2 separate regions of the Gossypium arboreum genome follow, and region 1 is linked to region 2. A link is a contact called in public Hi-C data. All regions are on one chromosome and are shown on one strand. The core of a region is the stretch at or near the end of the contact, and the rest is flanking DNA. Distances in the headings are between cores, read along the strand shown. Region 1 holds the start of LOC108460650 (mitogen-activated protein kinase kinase kinase 1-like). Region 2 holds the start of LOC108460652 (serine hydroxymethyltransferase 7-like).

Region 1 (5,368 bases), core at 887-3,386, 210 kb before region 2:
CACTACAGGAAAACGAATGGATAACTTATTAATATAGCACTGAAAGAAAAATATCTCTTCCCTAAAGAAATGCATGATCTACTGAACAAGTGGAAAACCAATTAATTGCTGGCTAGGATAAAATATGCTTTTGTACACTATTATGAAAAAAATTATGATCAGTGATTTTTTCTGTAACTCCCAAGTAAATGTCATCATATAGCTTAAAGCCTATAACAATCCAAAATCTCTACAATTAGCTCCAAATCTCAAAAATCCTAGTGCAGTGTTGCCTCCCTTAATTATGTTTCTCATGTCTTCAAAAACAGTAAACAATAAATTCGTCATCTTGAAATCTATATACAGAACAAGATATCTCCAAGGAAAAAGTTCCTAACCAAATAATACCACCAAAAACATATACTTGAATCGACAATCAAAATCTATTTCTAAAACAGGACTTACTACCATTCACAAATTGCCCACAAAAAATGTAGGTCCAATCATGCAAAACTTCAAGCAGCAAAAATAAAAAACAAAAACAAAGTAACACTTAAAGACAGATGATAGTGCAGGCTAAAATACATCAAACCTTCATGTTCAAGACGCAGAAACATGAGATGTCCAAAAAGTAGTCACATTTGGAATTCACCATATAAATGAAATCTAGCAATCCTAAGATGCTACTATCCTTAATCCATCAAGCCAAACATGTAAGAAGGTGCTCTCTAAAGAAGAAAGGAGCCATACAGAGGCGCTTTCTTAAATGCTTAACTAAGACCAAGAACACTTCCTAACCCCAGATGCTTGAAACAAAAGATAAAATAAGGTGCCCAAAGATAAAATAACTTGCAACAAAAGCTACTAAATGAAAATGGATGTTATATTATAGGCAGAGTATCAAATCACTTACTCAGAAATCCCTTCGTAAACCGATCCAAATGATCCACTTCCCAGAAGCTCACCTTTCTCCCAATAAGTAATTGTCCTTTTGAACCTACCGTTAGGAGAAATATTTGACATAGGCTCTGTTGTAGTACTCGAAGAATCATCATCATTCGAAGTTGTGAAAGAACAAGACTCTGAAAGCACCGCATTGTCTCCTATTCTCATTAAATTTTCCTCCTTAGTATTTCCCTCATTAAACCCACCGTCCTCTCTTTTATATTCTTCGTCATCGGAAGACGAATGTGAGTTAACCGGAATCGCACACCCTCTATCGTCATCGGGGCCGAAATCCCTAAACAGATCCCAGGTGGAGCAGCCGTTATCGATCGCTTTTAGCTTCATTCCCGGAGGTGGCTTTAAAAACGGTGGCCTATCCCCTTTAATTCCACTATTCCCCCCTCCAACAACAACATTCGAAACGCAAGACGTGCTTGACTTCAATTCGGTTGTCGTAGTATTATCCACCGCAATTTTATCAGAAAAGCAGCATTCCCTTTTCGACTCGGACGAGTCCTTCCGAGTCAACTCAGTAGCCAAAACCCTCTCAGCCAATTCATCTACTGTTACTTCAGCGCCCGCGCCGCCTTTTACTAGAGCTGTCTCTTCTTTAGGACTATCCAACCGGTTTAATCTGGACCGAGGCAGAAGATCCGACGACGATCTGATCTTACGGGCCTCCCAGGCGGCGGTCGGGATTGAAAAATCTTCAGGACCATTAAGGCCCAAGCTCCGACAAATTCGATCGAACTCTCCGTCGGTTCCTTCGAGACGAAAGCTTGTTTGATACAAATCGAGCGATCGTGTGACTAGAGGAGAAGAAGAAGAAGAAGAATCATCGAGAGACGAACAAAACGAGCCCGCATCGTAATCGATGTCCTTCGCTGCATTGCGTCGCTCGAGTCTAGGTTTTCTTCTGCTCCTTTTCGAGTCCATGGCGACTCTATTGCTAAAGAATCGAGGTAAGTGATGCATGTGGAACAGAATCCATCAAAATTCAAAAAAAAAGCTAAAGCAGCATAGGGTTTTCGAAAATATCAATTTAACAAAGAGAAACGCTTTTGTTCTTTTTCTCCGTAACTTTCCTAGGAAAATTTAGGTGAGAAAAATTGGGAGCGAAAAGCGGCTGACCTAAAGAGAGAGAAAAAAAAACGTGATAATGGTAGACAGAGTGGCTGGCTAGTAAACGCCGTCGGAAGAGAGAGAAATAAAGAGATTATACGCGTCGCCACGTGTCGCTTGCAAGAAATTTTTAAATCTTTGCATCCAAGGATTACTTTTTTATCCAGTTAGCTCCTTCAGTTTGTAAATTTTATTTTGGATTGTAATCACTAGGCCGTTTGTAATCGAATAGTTGCTTAGACTGTCCATTTGTAATAGTTTAATATTTATAGTTACTCACATTTGTATTTATATTTTAATTGTATGATATTGATTATATTTAAAAAATGTAAATTAATCATATATATTAGATTAAAAATAAATTGATTATTTTGTATATTAAAAATTGATAAATATTTAATAGAAAAATTAATTATTCTTTAATTTAACGTATAAGAATTAATTTGTCTAAATTTTAATAAAAAGATAAAATATAATTTGATTTCTAATATAAGAATCTTCATAATACTTTTATCGTAAATTTGTCGCCACATGAATAATAAGCTTATACCCAAATTTATTGTGTTGGAGTTAAATTTTTTTTAAAGTCCCACAACTATAATACATATACAAATATATATATATATATATATATATATATATATTTATGATCAATCGTAATATAAAACTTAACCAATATACAATACAACAAAGAAAGAATAAGATTCAAACCTTTTAAGGTCTAGTGCCTTAGCTTTTGCTAATAGTGTCTTTAATCTAATCATTGTCTGAGTCACTTGTCCAAGTTCGAGGGCTTATTTGAAAAGTAAGAGAATTTTGATAAAATATAAACTTGAAAAATAGGGTTGGACAAAAAAATAAGACTAATTCTCTAAACAAGTTAAGTTTCAGGTAAAATTATTTTTGTTCAGGATCGAGCCAGTCAGAATTAGTTGTTTTGTTGTTGTTTCATTATTGTTTTGCTTTCATTTTATTATTATATTGCTATTATATTATTATTATTGTTTAGATATTGTATAACTCATGTTTTATTATTAAATTTGCAACTTTGCTAAGTTACAACTATCTTAGTGTTTTTAAGTATAAAGGCTTTTCTAATGTATTTTTAATTTGTTAGGAAATATTTATTTTAATATTTTTAATGTATTTAATGTATTATATTTTTAAGTTTATTTTTATATAAAATAATTTTAAAAAATAAATACGGGCTAGACAGATCAAATTTAGATTTAGTATTTTTAATTTGAATAAAACTTAAACATAATTTTAAGTTTATTTTTCGTACTAAACCGAATCTAAACCTAAAAATAAATCTAAAATTTTATATTGACCAGATAGGTGTGTAGTGTCTAAACCTCATGAATAAAGATTAGATATTTTTAAATAAAATTTTGACTTCAAAATTTATAATAAAAATCAATTTTTTAAAAAAATTGATATCAAATATAGAAAGATGTGTATAAAAACAAAGGGGTTAATGGTCTACAGCGGCTGGCATCAAAAGTAGACCAACATGGATATTCGTCATTATCCTTGGTAAATGTGTGAATTTGCATAATGTCAAGAGTATGGTGAGATTTATACTCTAAAACAAAATCTATCTCTACTGGAATTGAATTAGTGTAATGCTATGTGAGTGGAGCCATCCACTCTAATTTTAATTTGATTCAATTGGAATCAAGATTTATTTATAAAATTTTAGTTAACTCATTCAATTCACATTTACATCATACCATATTTTTTAAGGTTGAGTTAAAGTTGTAATAAAATTTTAGGTTCGATTGATAAGTGTGGCTTTAGCTCAGTTTGAAAAATAAGTTTAAATATTTGTCTAAGTCTAGCTTGCCTGTATTAATTTTTTAATTTTTGTTTTTATATAAAAAATAAAAAATATGATATATCAAATATACTAAAATATTAAAATAAAATTTTTCCAACAAATTGAAAATAAATTAAAAAATATTTGTACTTAAATAACAATAAGATAAGTACAACTTAACAAGCAAATACCTCTAAAATAGTAGCAAAATTAACAATAAAACAAGTGTTATACAATATCCAAACATTAACAACAAAATAGTAGTAACATAATAATAAAATGGTAGCAAAATTGTGGCAAAAAGTGAGAAAACAACAACAAAACATGAAAGAATAAGGATTTTTTTAATGAAAATTCGAGCCAACCCAAACTCAAAAAAATCTTATCCGAGGCTCAATCCATTTTCTAAACAGGCCTATATTTTTGCCCAAACTCTCTCATTTTTCGAGCGAGAATGGGGCTGAATGACCCGACCCATGAACAACTCTATTTTTATTTAAGTGGTAAAGTTGAAAGTTTAAATATTATATGGGTTTTAAGTTCAAATCTCATTATATGTAGGTTTTAATAGTGTAACTTTATAAATACATGGTTTTTAATCAAATTGAGTATTAGTTTAGTCAAACTCTTAAATGATATTAGATTACTTGATTATAGTACACTCGTGACGTGGATGAAAAAGCTAATATAACATGTATATTTATAAAAAAATATTAAAGCTAAATAAGGCTTTGGTTAAAATGCATTTTAGGTTCAAATTTCATTATAATAATATTTTATAAATATATATATAAATATAAAAATACCTTCAGATTAATATTTGTTATTTTGTACGAGTCAAAGGTTTTAGTGTTAGTGTCTAGTTGATTTGTGACAAGATCTCAATCAAGAGCTTAAACGACTTAATTGGTTTCATGAGTCAATGGGGAGTCAACTAATTTAGAAAATTATCAAAATACCCTTCTATAAAGTAAGTTATATTATTACAAGAATACTCTTGTTTATTTATTTATTATTATACGATTTTATATAAAAAAATGAATAACAACTCAATTATGATGAATTTTGAACCCATGACACAATAAATCTTAGACATTTAATTTTATTATTTCAACTAAAATTTTATTTAATATCACTTTTAACAAATATGTTTATCATTTAAAATTTTACGAGAGTGTTATAATCTAGTAATTTGAATATATGTTATAATTATAAGTTAAATTATAGAAATGTATAATAATATTAAAAGGATAAATATTAAAATTATACATGAATTTTAGTTTAATGTGTAATTTGGTGTAATTATACATATGAGACTTTAATTGTAATTTAAATGTATATATAAAATTTTAATTTTGATTTAACTTTATAAATTTAAATAATAAATACATCAATTTTAATTTTATATAGAATACATATATCACTATTTGTATATGTAATATGTTAAGGATAAATAATGTTATATTAATAATTACATTAATGTTCTATAAAAATTAAATCAAA
Region 2 (4,980 bases), core at 2,077-4,576:
TATTCAAGGGTTAGACTACCCCTAAGCTAAAAGATTTGTTCAAAATTTAAAAGGATTTGGGAAAAAATATTAAACTAAAAAACTGAGCTTCACAAAAAAATTAGGCCAATTTCTAACTTTCTAATATATTATTTTATTTTATTTTATTTTATTTTTATATACTAGTTCTTAGTATCATGTGCATTGTATGTGAATACATGCATTTGTATTTTATTTTTTAATGTGATAGGTTATTTCATATAATTGAAGATAGATTGCTTTAATACCTAGAATAACTCTAAATATCTTAAAGATTTAATTCCAATAAATAAAAAGTATTTTAAGAACTGAGATTAGAGTGTGATTTAATTTGTATTTTACAATAATAATATATAATTTAATTATGATTTTAATGTATTAAAATTATTGAATTAATTAATAATTTCAAATTTTAATGTTATAATTTTTTTAGTTTTAATATTAAAACTATTTTTCAACATTTTATAGTTTAAATATTTTTCTATTTTAAAACCAAATAACAATATTATTAATTAAAAGTAGATTCAAATTGTATAAAATATAATAAAATTAAAATTTATGAATCTTGTTAGAAATTAACTTATCTAATTGAGATGTAATTATATAATATATTTTATAATAATTTATTTTCTTAAATGAAACACAAATCGAGATAAATCATCTAATTGTATTATAAAAAAATATAAAAGAAACTAAAAATAAAAGAACTTCAACTTCTTAAAATAATTAAACTAAAAGTATATTTACATAAATTAAAAATTCAATTTCCTAAAATAATAAAATATCATTTTAGTACTCCAATACTTTTAAGATACTTCTAACTTATCGATACTAATAATTTTGGGGGCTATGGAAATAACTAATAATACTTAAATTTAATTAAATCACAATGCACTTTAGGCTTGTTCATGGGTTGTGTTACTCGCCTAATTCAAAGATCTGATCAAAAATTAGGAAGGTTTTGATAAAAAATTAGACTTAAAAAATGAGTTTGGACAAAAAAATTAAGCCCATTTAGAATATAGGTTGAGCTTAAGCTTGAACATTCAAGACTCGAGATTTTTAAAGTTTGTAATATTTTATATTTTGTTATTTTTATATATTATGTAATTTGTAACGCATAAAAATTAAATCTATAGTAATATAATGTAGACATTAAAAAATTAAGATAATTATATATAGAATTATTAAATATTAAATTAAAATAATATAAATATAAAAAAATTTAAAAATAATATGAGTGGGTCTAAAATGGACTTCCGGTAGCCATTTACAAGTGTAACCAAATATTATTATTATCATTATTATAATCTTACATTGTACATGGATATAAAAATAGAGTTGGAGAACAAAATCTATCATCCACCCTAAAATTAATTTTCATCTTGCCATGAAATGTTTTTTCTTCAACCAATATTTTTGAAATCAGGCCAGGCGGGCCAGTCAAACCGGTTGAAGCAGGTAAAAATCCCGTTTGAATCGCGAACCAACCAGAATCGCGGTTGAAGTGCTAACCAACGATCGAAAAAACTGGTAAAAAAACGGTTGAAAGGATTTTTGAAATATTTAAGCTAAATTTGCCTAGGCCAAATCGAAACAAAAATAAAATAAAAGCCCACTGTTAAAATAATAAAAGCCAGTGTTAAAAACTTAAAACTAGCACAAAACATATGTATCCAAACAAAAAAAATATTGCTTTAGGTTATCGTCATGACTTCATCAACCAGAGATTTCAGATTTGAGAGATGTTCAGTTTATCAGAGAAGAAAAACATTTACCAAGAAGTAGCTTCTGACAAAAAATTCTCACGCTTAAGAAAGATTTTAAATAAATAATAATAATAAAAGCAAAGAAAATTGTGAAAAAGATGAACTCATAAAAAAAAAAAATAGAAAGCAACTTCAATCTTTTAGGAAGGAAAAAAATATAATTATCAGAAGGAAACTCAAATTGACGAAATTATATGTTTTTTTTAAAATAAAATTTAAAGAAAACTCAAATGGATTATGAAATTAGAGTTTCTTATAATCATCCCAAATTGTCCCTTAGACAGTAAATAAATTTCTTTTCCATGGTATTCCCAAAAATAATTCCCAACAACACTAAAATTCAAAACTAAAAAATAAATTCTTTGTTTATTGATATTTATTTTAATACGAAAAGAAAGAAGTGGAGATCTATTCAATTTTTAGTTTCTTTTGCTCAAATCAATTGTTCTTTTCTCTCTTCTTTTTCTACAGTCTTGTAATTTGTAAATATGTTCAACCAGCAGTTAAAATTGATTCTGTCCAAAATTAGTAGTTTCATCGGTTTAACTATTACTCTAATTATAAAACCCTTGTTTTCAACTTTTAAATAATATTCATATTTTTGGACGCTACTATTTGAAAATGTTACAATATTGAATGTTATTTATAATGGTTTTTTTATTTAATAGAATTATAATAGTAATTAAATGATTATTAATTTAAAATAATATCTATTAATTATTATAATTCAAACAAATAAATATAAAAATATTATTAAATGTAATTTATGTCAAATGATAACTTGTGAAGTAGTGAGCATTCTTGTGAAAACAGAATAAAAATTGGTTAACCAAGTCAAATGATAGCTATTTCGTCTTAATTGTTGGAATACTGCTTCTTTTGAATATATTTTTTATATGTTTAAATCGATTGTCATGTTAGAATACTACTTTTGAATTAATTTTTTATATGTTTAAATTGACTATTACATAACACTTTTAATTGTAGCTTGGCCCTTCCCCAAGATTAATATATTGGCTCCGCCACTTGTAATTTATAACACAAAAAATTAAACCTATAGTAGTATATGTTACCATGATGTAAACATTAAAAATGTTAAGTTACTTATATATAAAATTTTAATAAATGAAAAATATATAAAATTATTAAAATTTAAATTAAAGTTAATATAAATATTTTAAAAACAATATAAGTAGGCCTCAAATTAGCATACGCCAATCATTTATAAATGTAAATTGATTTGAATAAAATTTTAAGTTATTATTTCAAGTTATATTAGGTTTGAATAAATATAAAATGTATTAATATTTAAAGACAACAAAATAAAATTGATTAAGGAGAGAAAATGAAAAATATTTTGAAAGATAGAAAATACAATTTTATCATGATTTTCTAAAAACTAAAATTATTTGGTAACAATGGCAGCCTTCCATCACCAGAATTATTACATCAATTTTTTATCTAATTGTTTAAAAAGAATGAACCTAGCCGTCATTCAATCTGCATGAGTTTACAAACCAAGTGAACCATTCTTCGTACGCCACCTATCTTCCATTTTGTCCACGTGCAATCTTACCGGAACAAGCCGGTATGCCCTACTTGCTATCCCCGGTCAACAAAACGTTCCATTCTTCAAAATCTCATCTACCTTCATTCAACCACATCTTCGTCAACCACCTGTCTTCCGGTAACCCACCTCCCCTCCTTGCCTTTTCTAAGGTTTCAGTTTCAGGGACTCATTTGTAAACACACACGCAAAATTTATTTATACATATTCTATGGGAAGCTCTGTTTGTGCGAAGCATCGTTATTTCCGTTATTAGGAATTTCAACTCCTCGGGAAAAGTTCCCCCAAACACTTCAAAAATTTCCCTTTTAGGGTTTCAATGGATTTATTTCATACTAAATCGGGTTTGTCCCTGGGTTTTACTAAATCCTCCATTGCGGATGATCCGATTTCGCTTCAAATGGACACCACCTTTCGCTTCTCCGTCTCACCCGTTCCGTTACAGTTGTTCGAGGAAAAAGACGACGGCCACCGTGAAAATCGCATCGAAAGTGATGAAGAAATTAGGATTTGGGGGCAGTCTATGTGTGTGAAAAGACAAAGGGATCCTAAACCTCTTCCAAATCCTTGTAAACGGTTTGCTCCCGACCCCGGCCTGGACCAAAGACGAGCCGCGGTCAGGTCGTGGGGAAACCAACGGCTACAAGAGGCCGATCCTGAATTGAGTGAGATCATGAACAAGGAAAAGCAGAGGCAATTCTTAGGAATTGAGCTTATTGCTTCTGAAAACTTTGTGTGCCGAGCTGTGATGGAAGCTTTGGGAAGCCATTTAACAAACAAATACTCCGAAGGAATGCCTGGAGCGAGGTACTACACGGGCAATCATTTTATTGATCAAATCGAAAGCCTATGTCAAGATCGTGCAATGGCAGCTTTTAATCTTGATTCCGACAAATGGGGAGTCAATGTGCAGCCTTATTCGTGTACTTCTGCAAATTTCGCCGTTTATACGGGACTTTTATTACCTGGTGATCGGATGATGGGATTGGATTCGCCCTCTGGAGGGCATATGAGCCATGGATGGTATATGCCGGGTGGGAAGAAAGTCTCTGCTGCGTCGATATTCTTTGAGAGTTTTCCTTACAAGGTGAATCCTCAAACAGGGTTTATTGATTATAATAAGCTTGAGGAAAAGGCGCTTGATTATCGGCCCAAGATTCTAATTTGTGGTGGGAGTTCGTATCCTAGGGAGTGGGATTATGCAAGGTTTAGGCAAATTGCAGATAGATGTGGAGCTGTTTTGATGTGTGATATGGCTCATATTAGTGGTCTTGTGGCAGCCAAGGTTTGAAAATTTTCTTGTTTAAATTACTTATTAGTTTGATGTTTTGATTGTAGTTCAAAGGTTCTTTTCCACGAGTTAAGGTTTCTTGCAATTTGTTTGGTGGATAGGCTTGAGGTAAATTACTTAACTAGTCTAGAAAAAATATTAATCACTTAGATACTACTGGGGTTAACTTACAAGCCGCATTGCTGTTGGTAAACATCAAGTAATGTATTACTGTTTGCCTGTCAAATATGCTTGTGATTCACACAGCCCAACCTTCGATCCCATGCAGACAGAACCACACATGCTCAGATTTACATTTAACAAAGACCTGAAAGAAAAGCCACATTACTTGCATT

Evidence for each region. Hi-C and Micro-C count contacts between places; a contact is called where the count stands out from the background.
Region 1: a contact with region 2 is called in a Hi-C map of leaf, with 4 times the contacts expected there. The contact joins the promoter of LOC108460650 here to the promoter of LOC108460652 in region 2. A contact is called at or near these places in 2 of 5 Hi-C or Micro-C datasets (both in leaf).

The regions. Positions count from the first base shown.
Region 1 is chr3:122,632,407-122,637,774 of ASM2569848v2, reverse strand. LOC108460650 (mitogen-activated protein kinase kinase kinase 1-like) reads right to left here and starts at 2,136. Exons shown (of 9, transcript XM_017760228.2): 1 at 893-2,136; 2 at 1-2. The coding sequence starts at 1,899.
Region 2 is chr3:122,425,884-122,430,863 of ASM2569848v2, reverse strand. It overlaps LOC108460652 (serine hydroxymethyltransferase 7-like), which reads left to right and starts at 3,326. Exons shown (of 5, transcript XR_001867621.2): 1 at 3,326-4,639.